3 separate regions of the Mus musculus genome follow, and regions 1 and 3 are each linked to region 2. A link is a contact called in public HiChIP or PLAC-seq data. All regions are on one chromosome and are shown on one strand. The core of a region is the stretch at or near the end of the contact, and the rest is flanking DNA. Distances in the headings are between cores, read along the strand shown.

Evidence for each region. HiChIP or PLAC-seq counts read pairs in DNA pulled down with a chosen protein or histone mark.
Region 1: an H3K27ac HiChIP or PLAC-seq map of stem cell-derived neural progenitor cells shows a contact between it and region 2, with 4 times the contacts expected there. The contact joins two enhancer-like sites. A contact is called at or near these places in 2 of 484 Hi-C or Micro-C datasets (liver and uterus), 2 of 115 datasets of contacts at active chromatin or transcription factors (pancreatic cancer cells and stem cell-derived neural progenitor cells) and 1 of 9 other capture datasets (embryonic tail).
Region 3: an HNF4G HiChIP or PLAC-seq map of pancreatic cancer cells shows a contact between it and region 2. The contact joins two enhancer-like sites. A contact is called at or near these places in 2 of 115 datasets of contacts at active chromatin or transcription factors (astrocytes and pancreatic cancer cells).

The regions. Positions count from the first base shown.
Region 1 is chr7:112,168,346-112,171,777 of GRCm38.p6, reverse strand. No RefSeq gene overlaps it. Among named protein-coding and RNA genes, the nearest start is that of Dkk3, 11 kb to the right of the region's middle. Within about 2 kb of position 1,252, at least 59 of the 459 cell types and tissues checked have an H3K27ac peak or open chromatin away from gene starts, as enhancers often do. A contact at or near this core is called in stem cell-derived neural progenitor cells, where this site is marked.
Region 2 is chr7:112,824,674-112,827,866 of GRCm38.p6, reverse strand. The region is part of intron 2 of Tead1 (TEA domain family member 1); the gene reads right to left. Among named protein-coding and RNA genes, the nearest start is that of Rassf10, 130 kb to the left of the region's middle. Within about 2 kb of position 1,461, at least 183 of the 459 cell types and tissues checked have an H3K27ac peak or open chromatin away from gene starts, as enhancers often do. A contact at or near this core is called in pancreatic cancer cells and stem cell-derived neural progenitor cells, where this site is marked.
Region 3 is chr7:112,136,777-112,140,245 of GRCm38.p6, reverse strand. The region is part of intron 4 of Dkk3 (dickkopf WNT signaling pathway inhibitor 3); the gene reads left to right. Among named protein-coding and RNA genes, the nearest start is that of Dkk3, 21 kb to the left of the region's middle. Within about 2 kb of position 1,840, at least 58 of the 459 cell types and tissues checked have an H3K27ac peak or open chromatin away from gene starts, as enhancers often do. A contact at or near this core is called in pancreatic cancer cells, where this site is marked.

The sequences.
Region 1 (3,432 bases), core at 3-2,502, 660 kb after region 2:
CATCTTGCATGGCCATCAGACTCCAGCTTCTCTGGCCTTCCAACATGGGCTGAAGACCAACAGTTCCTGAAGAATCCTCCAAGCCAGACTGGGTTTGCTGGAGCCGGCAGCTGGTGGACTGAACAACCAGATTGGGTTCTCGGCACCTCCAACATGCAGCCAGCCATTGTTGGATGACCCAGCCTTTGTAAACCAGTCTTGTGAAGGTCTTTTCATAACACTTTTCATTCTATTGGCCCTGTTCCTCTATGGAGCCCTGGCTAATAAACACACCACCTATGGGAGAGAAGATGGGGATTTGACTTTGAGCATCTGGCTTATTTCACATACTGAGATAATGTTTAGCTCCATCCATTTTCCTGAAAATAGTTGCTTTATTTGTTTCTTATGCCTGAATAACTCTGTATATTTGTATACTACATTCTCTTGGCTTTTAAGTCGGTCTTGGCTTTTAAGTCGGCTACTAGCTACTAAGCTGGCTATAGTGAATGCTGCAATGACTGAGTGGGTGCTCAGCAGTGACGTAGAGGAACCACACAAAATTCCATTACTACTTTTCTTCCCCCCTTCAAGACACAGTCTCATTATGTAGCGCTAGCTGGCCTTGAGCCTTCTGAGTAGATCAAACTGGCCTCAAACTCTCGGAGCTCTCCATGCCTCTGCCTCCTATGTGCTGGGATCAAAGGTCACTGTGCCAAGACCGTTTCTTGAGAACTTCTAGGAGCCTTCTTGAGATGCTCTGGTTGCAGGTTTTTCTCCTGGTCTCTGGGCCTGGATTCAGAGGAAGGACTGCTTGCCACCAGAGTACTTCTAAGGAATCATGGTTGTGTTGTCTGTGGCCAATGCTGGGCCCAGGGCTTTAGTGTATGGCTCAGTATGAATCTGACCCCCTATGAGGTACCAGACCACTAATCTCAGATGACGGGCTTCCTAACCTGAGTTTGCAGCAATATTAGTCTGTACATCCTATGGGCTGTGGAACCTTCTGGTAGCTCCACAGGCTGGGAAACCTTCAACACATTTGTTGTTTTGTGTGTGAGTCTAAGTGATGGAGTTTCTTGGGCATGCATCACTGTGCCTGGTTCAAGAGTAACAGCCTTAAACTGAGAACCCCAGCATCAGCACCCGGGACTGGATGGGGGCATGTTCTGCATGCAAACGTTGTTTATTAGGTGAACTTCTGACCCGGCTCTCCTGGCAGCTCTATGCTGGGAGGGAGATAAAAGGCTTGCCTGCGTAAACAAAAAGGGCAGTCCGCTGGACTCTCCGAAGCTCTTTGTGGTCCTAGCACATTTACTGTGGACACTCCCTTGCCGGCCTTCCCAGAGCTTGGCTGGGCCCACACAAAGGGGCTCTGTTCCTGCCCATGTCCGTGTGTGATAAAAGGCTTAAAGCTCTGCCAGCCAGGCCTGGTAATGATGTTGCTGATGGCTGTCTAACCATAGTCAGTGCTCCCCAGGGCTTCCTATGAGCCAGGCACTTTGCTGGGTGCTTTGAGGAGCTATTTCTTACAACAGACCCGGGAGGGAGATTGAGTTCCTGCCCTCCTTTTGTAGAGGAGGCCAACAGAGCTCAGAGAAGTGGAGAAAACTGCCAGCTCACCTGGGAGATGAGGAAGTAGTATTGCTTTGGACCACGCTTTTATAATTGAGTTGCAGTGTTGGGGAATAGGGAAGTGGCTCAGTGGGTGAAGGGCTTGATCCCTGGCACCCATGTAAAAAACAAACAAACAAAACAAAAACAAAACAAAAACAAAAACAAAACCACAACCAAGTCTGGTAGTGCACACTTGTAATCCAAGCACTGGGGAGGAGGAGGTGGTGGGTCCCTGAGGCTCCATAGTCAGCCAGTTCAGTCTAATCATTAAGTTCCAGGCCAATGAGAGACTTTATCTCAAACATCAAGGTGGATTGCTCCAGAGAAGTGAACTGAAGTTGGTCCTTTAACCTCCAGATCCACGTGCCCGAATACACCTCACAAGCATGCTCAGCCCATCCCGAAATGCAATGGCCCCTGGCAAGTTTCTTCTTTTTAAGGCAGACTTTTGTTGTTCTTTTGTAACAAATGAGATACCATATTTCAAAAAGTAAGGAAATGTTAGGGTTATACACACTGGCTTATCCAAGATTATGAGTCTAGAAGGCTTTGCAGGATAGCATCTGAGGCCTGGTTGCCAAACGCTTGTCAGAAAAGGCCTCCTGGGGTGCTGTCTAAGTCACGGTTTCTATTCCTGCACAAACATCATGACCAAGAAGCAGTTGGGGAGGAAAGGGTTTATTCAGCTTACACTTCCATACTGCTGTTCATCACCAAGGAAGTCAGGACTGGAACTCAAGCAGGTCAGGAAGCAGGAGCTGATGCAGAGGCCATGGAGGGGCGTTCTTTACTGGCTTGCTTCCCCTGGCTTGCTCAGCTTGCTTTCGTATAGAACCCAAGACTACCAGCCCAGAGATGGTACCACCCACAAGGGGCCCTTCCCCCTTGATCACTAATTGAGAAAATGCCCCACAGCTGGATCTCATGGAGGCACTTCCCCAACTGAAGCTCCTTTCTCTGTGATAACTCTAGCTTGTGTCAAGTTGACACACAAAACCGGCCAGTACAATTGACCCCTTGTCAACTTGACACACAAACACATCACTAGTAAGCCTCAACCCATTTGTTCTTATTCATCCCCAAGATCTAAATAACTTTAAAGGTCTCACAATCCTTACATATTAAAAGTTCAATCCCTTTAAAATATCCAGTATCTTTTAAAATTCAAAGTCTCTTAACTGTGGGCTCCACTAAAATACTTTCTTCCTTCAAGAGGGAAAAATATCAGGGCACAGTCACAATCAGAAGCAAAAATTAAACTCCAACCATCCAATGTCTGGGATCCAACTCACGATCTTCTGGGCTCTTCCAAGGGCTTGGGTCACTTCTCCAACCCTGTGCATTGTAGGACACAGTTTTTCCTTTAGGCTCCAGATGCCAATACTCCACTGCTGCTGCTGCTCTTGGTGGTCATTCATGGTCCAGGCATCTCCAAAACACTGCATGACCCCTTCAGTCCTGGGCCATCAATTGCAACCGAGGCTGCACCTTCACCAATGGCCTTCCATGGCCTCTCACATTGCTGAGCCTCAGCTGCTCTGCATGACCCCTTCATGCCTTCAAAACCTGTACCACCTGGGTGATTCTTACACATTACCAAGTCCAGACACAGCACAAGGTACAACCTTGGCTATCTCAACCTTGGCAGCCTCTGTGCTCTCAGAAAACACTTCCCAGAAGATGTCACCTCAGTGATGCTGGTCTCTCCTTAATCACCACTAATTTCTTAGCTCCAGCTAACCAGCATCAATAGTCCCAGTAATGCAAAAGTTTCACTTTAGTAGTTCTGGTATCTTGTTAATCACAACTGATTCTTCAGCCCCAGCTAACCAGAAC
Region 2 (3,193 bases), core at 212-2,711:
TCTTTCCTGCCTCTGTGGTCCACCCAAAACTGCTGAACAATAATGTCTAAGTTCCTAAGACACCACGGCCTAGGACATCATGACCACTAGAAGGACCTTTTGATCACCAGTTCCTGACTCTCTGGATACTGTACAAGAACTGCCTGGTGATATGGTATACGGATTTGCCCAATTTCCTTGACAAATTCTGGGCTTCATGAAAGCAGGGGCCATATTCTGATTCCAGAGACTACTGTCTTCCTGGCTCACAGCACCTCAGGAGAGGCTACGATCGGCCGCCATACTGATGCTGGTTTCCATCTCTTCCTGTAACACTTTTACTCTGAAGAGCAGCACGGTGGGGCAGAAGAAGCAGTCATCTGATGTGTTCTCTCCACGGGGAACATGAAAGAGCTCCATGCTGGCAGAAGAAGGAAAAGCCAGGGCTCCCGTCCTTAAGGTACAACAGGATCTGGGTGGAAAGACTGTGGAATACTGAACTACCTGTGACTTTCCCTCCCCTCTGAGCGGCAGGTGAGACAAAGGACCAGAGGTAGGATGAGTGTAATAAACTCAGAAAACTAAGAACCTTGTATCTTCAGAATCCATTCACCCATCCGCCATCCATCCACCCACCCACCCACCTACCCATCCATCCGGCCGACACAGGGCCTCCCCACGATGCCTAGGCTGGTGTTGAAAATTGTCTATGAAGTTATCTCTCAGTCTTAAGCCTGGAGTAGTTGGCTGAGAGGCTTGTATTGGGACACCTGGCTTTCCTTTTTTTTTTAAAATTCTGGTGGCCTTCATAGCTTTTAGAAGTAGCATCTGCCCCAATCCACCTGACAAAAAGGTAAGTTGGCCTTTGAGAAAATACTTTCCAGGAAACATCTTTTCTTCACAACAGGTCAAACAGGTAAGAATCAACTCACTAACTCAGGGCCATATGCTGGGTATCCATAATGTTTTCTAAAGATAGAAGGACTATACATCTGCTAGCTCACCCACTACACTCAAGAGCCCATGCGTCATAGCCTTATATGGCTCTAGCCTTGAATTCTGCTTTGTAAAGATATCTCAAAGTGAAATTATCCAGCAAACCCTCGTGTGGATAGAAGGTTCCACAAGTCAACAACCGCTTAAGCAGTTTAAACCAACAAGCAAGATGCCTTCTATTTAAATGCTATGAGCGAATCTATTTTAAGCCTTTAAAAATCCTCCGGGCAGGTGTTTAAGCTGTGTACTGACTGCGCCTGTGGAAGCTCTGGGGTGGGGGATGGCAGGCTCTACTCTCCACGCAGGCAGCGTTTTGTTCAGACAATCTTCCTGCTGCAGGTCATGTGACAAAGGGCAAATAAACAGCATCTGGGGATTTTCAATTACAGACCTTCGCCCAGCATGCCTGCACTGTAATCTCTACCAGATGAGGCCCAGGCCTCCCTATTTTCAATAATTCACACACTGTGTACACAGAACATGACAATAAGGGCATTCATGGTGCGGCCTGATTCGCAGATCAAAGCTAGCAGAGGGCCAGGAGGGCCAGCTGTAAGCAGGCTCGGCTGCTGGATGCTTCGTGCTTTTCACAGGCTTGGAAAGGCTCTCCCCGGGACCTGGCAAGCCGGCCTCTTTCCTGAGTTGTATTGCTGAGCAAACTCTGAACTGGAATGGGGTGCCCTCGGGGACTGCGAGAGAGGCAGCCAATCCATGTGTATTTGGGAATGCTGGGAAAGCCACACAGCTCTGAGCCACTCCAAGAGCTGCCTCCTGGCTGGTGCACGATCAGGGTAAGAGTTCCTAGGACGGGTGGTACCTAAAAATATTCGGTCTAAAAACACTGTATGATACCTGGACAGCCTAAACCAGGCACTGTGTCTTCCCATTTAACCTGCAAGGCCACCCTGAGGACAGGTGACAAAGAGTCTTATTTTAAAAGTGCGTCATAGAACCTCAGGTGTGGGAAATCTAAGATAAGACATTCATTGTTACTAGTGATAGCTCTACAGTTAATTAACTCAATTCACTCACACGTGGTGACCAGTGTGCATTTAGCCACTGTGTATTGCGCACATGCACACACCTTGATGTCTAAACGCACAGGCTTCTCAAATCCTAAACATTCCAGATCCTGCAGAGGAGACTCTAGTAGGGACAGGACTTCCTCCTCCCGAGATTTCACACTATTCACTGAGGGCAGGAACCAGGAGAAAGCCATAATGGTGACTTCCTCTTTGCAAACACACGCTGCTCACCAGCTGTGACTGTAAGTCCTTCCCCCTTTTCTCTCTCATTCAGAATGGTTTCCTCCTAATCACAATAATTCTGAAAGTGCTAAAACATATCAATCGTTGGCTAAGCCTCGCCTACAAAGGGGCCAGCCGGCTGGCTTTTATGGCCTTGTCCGCAGCAGCTGATACTTCATTCAGCGACAAATCCAATTTGGCAGTTACAAGAGGGTTAGCATCCCTGAAAAACTATTGGGGTTGATCTGGCGCTCTGAGTAGACACATGCTCCCTCCCGGACATGCTGCTCTGCGGGTTTGTCTGCGGCCATACTTGGGTGTCTAGAAACAATAGTCTTTCTTGCACCCCCAAACACAACCCCTACGCCTGTACAATCTGATGGTGGTAGTGGTGACAGAGGAGGCAGCAGCCAGGCTAAGTGTTGGTGCAAAGTGACTAGTGGGCTTTATGGATGGACTCACTGACAAGGGAAAGTAGTAGTCACTCTACTTGTCACAGATTCCTAATACTGGGCAAAAGGAGATTGCTCTTAAATCTTTGTGTTTTAGGCCAGCTCTAAAGATGAGAAAATGTTAAGATTTTTTACCATTTGAATAAAATCTGCTTTGTAATAAGGACTCAGAACTAACCGAATCTGAAATTAAACTGCTCTTTCAAACATCAAATCGTGCCCCATGAGGGAGAGCAAGAGATTGACAGAAAGAATATTCATTTTTAAACGTTTACGTTCTTTCTAGCTTACTAAAGTTCAAGAGTCTCCAGAGAAAATAACTTAAATAATTCAGTCATAAAAAGAACCCCCATCCACCACCAAGATGTCATTTTTAAGCCACAAGGTAATTTATAAAGATAAAAAGGAAGTGATGTAACAGGAACTGGGGCTGGTTAGTCCTTAATATTAGGCTTTGTAGGCAATAGTTGGTTATTTATCCCAGCTACAGTTCTAATGACATTTAAAAAAAAAAAAAAA
Region 3 (3,469 bases), core at 591-3,090, 690 kb after region 2:
ATAAGTAATTACAATATGAGTGCATAGTTTATTTCTTTTTTAGGATTTAATGTGTGTGTGTGTGTGTGTGTGTGTGTGTGTGTGTGTGTATTTGTGTTTATATGCACGTGAGTGAAAGGAGGCCTGAAAAGGGTGTCAGTTCCCCTGGAGCTGTTATAGGCAGTTATGAACTACCTGGTATGGGTTCAGGGGATGGAACTCAGATCTTCTGGAAGAGCAGTATATGGTCTTCACCACTGAGACACCTCTCCAGCCCAATTTCTTTCACTGTGACACAGGGTCTTGCTATGGCTGTCATAGCCAAGTCTGGTCCTAGACTCCTGCCTCAGCCTCTCAAGTATATGGGTGTATACCACATGGTTTCTGAGGCAGAGACTGAACTAAGTAGAGCAGCCTGAGAGGAATTTGTTGGGTGGGTTGGTAGGGAATCTGCTTGCTCTGTAAGCCAAGACACTAACTGCCCCGTTGTTCTAGACTTTAGGGTATTGAAGATGTGGGAGGGAGGCAAGGTCTCTCTCTATCAGAAGGTGATGTGCTCCAGCACCAAAGCTTTTATTCTTTATGTTTCCAGGTCCTCAGGCATAAGGTGCAACAGGTAGCATTTCCCCAATGTGTGCATGCAGCTTAGGGAGCCAGACGGTAGGTTCACACTGCTTCTGTGCAGCTGCCATCAAAGCCTTCGTCTAGCCGGGCGTGGTGGCACACGCCTTTAATCCCAGCACTCGGGAGGCAGAGGCAGGCAAATTTTTGAGTTTGAGGCCAGCTTGGTCTACAAAGTGAGCTCCAGGACAGCCAGGGCTATACAGAGAAACCCTGTCTTGAGAAAACAAACAAACAAACAAACAAACAAAAAACAGAAAAAACAAAACAAAGCCTTCCTCTCCCACCCCAGGGTCTTGTGTAAGACAGGAGGGCTTCCTTCTCATCTTGAAAGCAGGGGAGACTCAAGCCCTTTGCATTCTTGATGGGCTTCCTGGAAGAGGCGGCGATTAGGCTGTATTTGCAAGGGTGTCTGAGAATCAGTTGCATGGGGGAGGGGCATTCCTCACTAAAGCATTGTTTGTTCAAAGCCAAGAAGACAAGAGCCTTAAGAACTGCAGAACACTTATTTCGAATGCCAGGCCATGGTAGGAACAGCAGCTGACGCTGGGAAGGGGTGGGGATTGGGTCAGGAGACTTGGAGAACCCAGCCAAGGAGTCAGGAGACATGCTGAATTAGGCATGTTCTGTGTCCACAAGGCTTTATCACTTTCTGTATTCCGTTTATGAGCTATCACATGATTTCCCCAAGCAGGGAGCCAGGAGGACTCGGCTTGGGTGGCAGAGATCATCTCTGAGAATGCAGCTTTGCTCAAGCTCAAAACCCAAGTCCCCGTCAGGCTGTAGAGTCTGTGTCCTGCAAGAGCCTGGCTTTGGGCCTAGAAGTCTGGAACATTTTACTTGAATGTGGAGCATGGGACAGATAACTCACACTGATTGTACCAATAATCTGGTTAGGCCAATGCCATTAGCTGCAGAGATCACAATGAGTTCTGTGACCTCTGCACATGTAGGGGCCAAACAGTGTCTGGTGCAGGCGTGTGGCTGTCTTTCTGCCCGGGGAACTTAGTGCTTCTTCCAGGCACTGACCCAGCGGCCTTTGCATCCTGTTTGTCAGATCTGTGGAGTCTTGCCCTTCTTTGCCCTTGGCGTGGTTCTGAAAACCACAAAGCTGTAGGCCCATCTTGTTTTGTTTTTAAAATAATATCACAAATGTAATAGAAGCAGGGTCTGCCATTCTCCCCATGGCTGGCCCCTCATTCGGTCACCGTGACTCAGATGTGATCAGATTAAGGAGCCCCTCCCCAAACCCAGCCACTTTCGAGCCAGGGTAAATACAAGCTGTGGAGAAATGACTAAGAGTTCCATAATACCTAGTGATTATGACGACAGCGAAGAGTCGACACAGTGAAAGCTAACATCGACTACTGTGTGCCAGGTACCTTGTGAGAGGTTTCTAGTACCCCTCCCACCATCTGCATGGTAGCCATCCAGGGATGATAATCATTGACCCCCATTTTACAGATGGAATAATGGAAGCACAGAGAAACAATCCAAGCTAGTAGGTGGCAGGACCAATACTAACAGGAGGGATAGAGCTTTGAAGTCTTTACTGACTCCAACAAACATATCTCTTCAGTGGAGTTTTTGTGTATTTGCTTGCTTGCTTGCTTCTATTTTTTAGTGGCCTGATCTCATGCAGCCCAAACTAGTTTCAAACTTGCTATATAGCTGAGGTTAACCTTCAGTTTTTGGCCCTCCGGGGGTAGTGGTGGGGACAAGTGGATCTCAGGTTCTCACTGGCCAGCCAGTCTACCTAAGACGGTATGGTGAGCTGCCGGTTCAGAGAGACACGATCTCAAACAATAATGTGAAGAATAATGAAGAAAGAGAAATGTATGTCAATGTCTGGTCCTCCCACACCATAAAAAAAAAAAAAAAAAAAAACAGACCCAGCTTTCAATTCTTGTGGGTGTGTACTCAGGAGTGGGATTCCCAGCATATGGGATCTTTTCTTTTTTTTTTTAAATATGTATATGGGTGTTTTGCCTACATGTATGTCTATGTGCCAGTCTCCTGCCTGGTGCCTAAGGTGGCTAGATGAGGGCACTGGATCCCCTGGAACTGGAGTTATAGAAGGTTGTAGGCTATTATGTGAATGCTAGGACTCTTACCTGGTTCCTCTAGAAGTGACCTAACCACTAAGCAATCTCTTCAGCCTCTCACAGGACTTTTTGGTTTGGGGTTTGTTGAAAGGCTGCAATATAACCTCCCACAGTGACTTTTGGTTTCAGAACCTGTGTCTGCCACAAGTATATATTCCCCCTCTCAAATCTCATCATTGTAGGCACTGCGAGATACACACACTGGGGCAGGAGGATTTCAAGTTTGAAGCCAATTGTGGGTATGTAGCAAACCCTGTCTCAAAAAGAAACAACATAAAAGCCAAACCCCAAATAACTCCTGGTCTCTCGTGTCCTCGGATGAGGCAATACTTTCCCTGTTCTGATTCCAGAAGTCGCCTCTGCAGCGTGGCAGCCCCTGCCTTGGGGCTTATATACGTATAAGACCCAGAAGAAAACTTATATACTTCTTCTAGCCAGCACTACTGGCCCCACATTCTCAGCCCGGACTGGGGTCTCCAGTTAGTGTGTGCAAAGCTACCCATGGTTATCTTTGAGTCCCAGAGGCTTCTTGGGAGATAGGTCCAAACGGAACCAATGGAGGCCCAGGTCATGTCTGCTCTTCCTTCAGAGTGGGGTGCAGGGTCAGTGGAAGGGAATGGCTGGGATGGGGTGAGCAGGGCAGAGGCCATGTTAACACCTTTGAGGAATGACAGGGGGCCACAGTTGGACAAGCAGAGCTGGTGCCCCACATGAGGCAGAATGCTGCTTCTCTGGTCACCTCCCCAGCAAGGGCCGGAAATGAT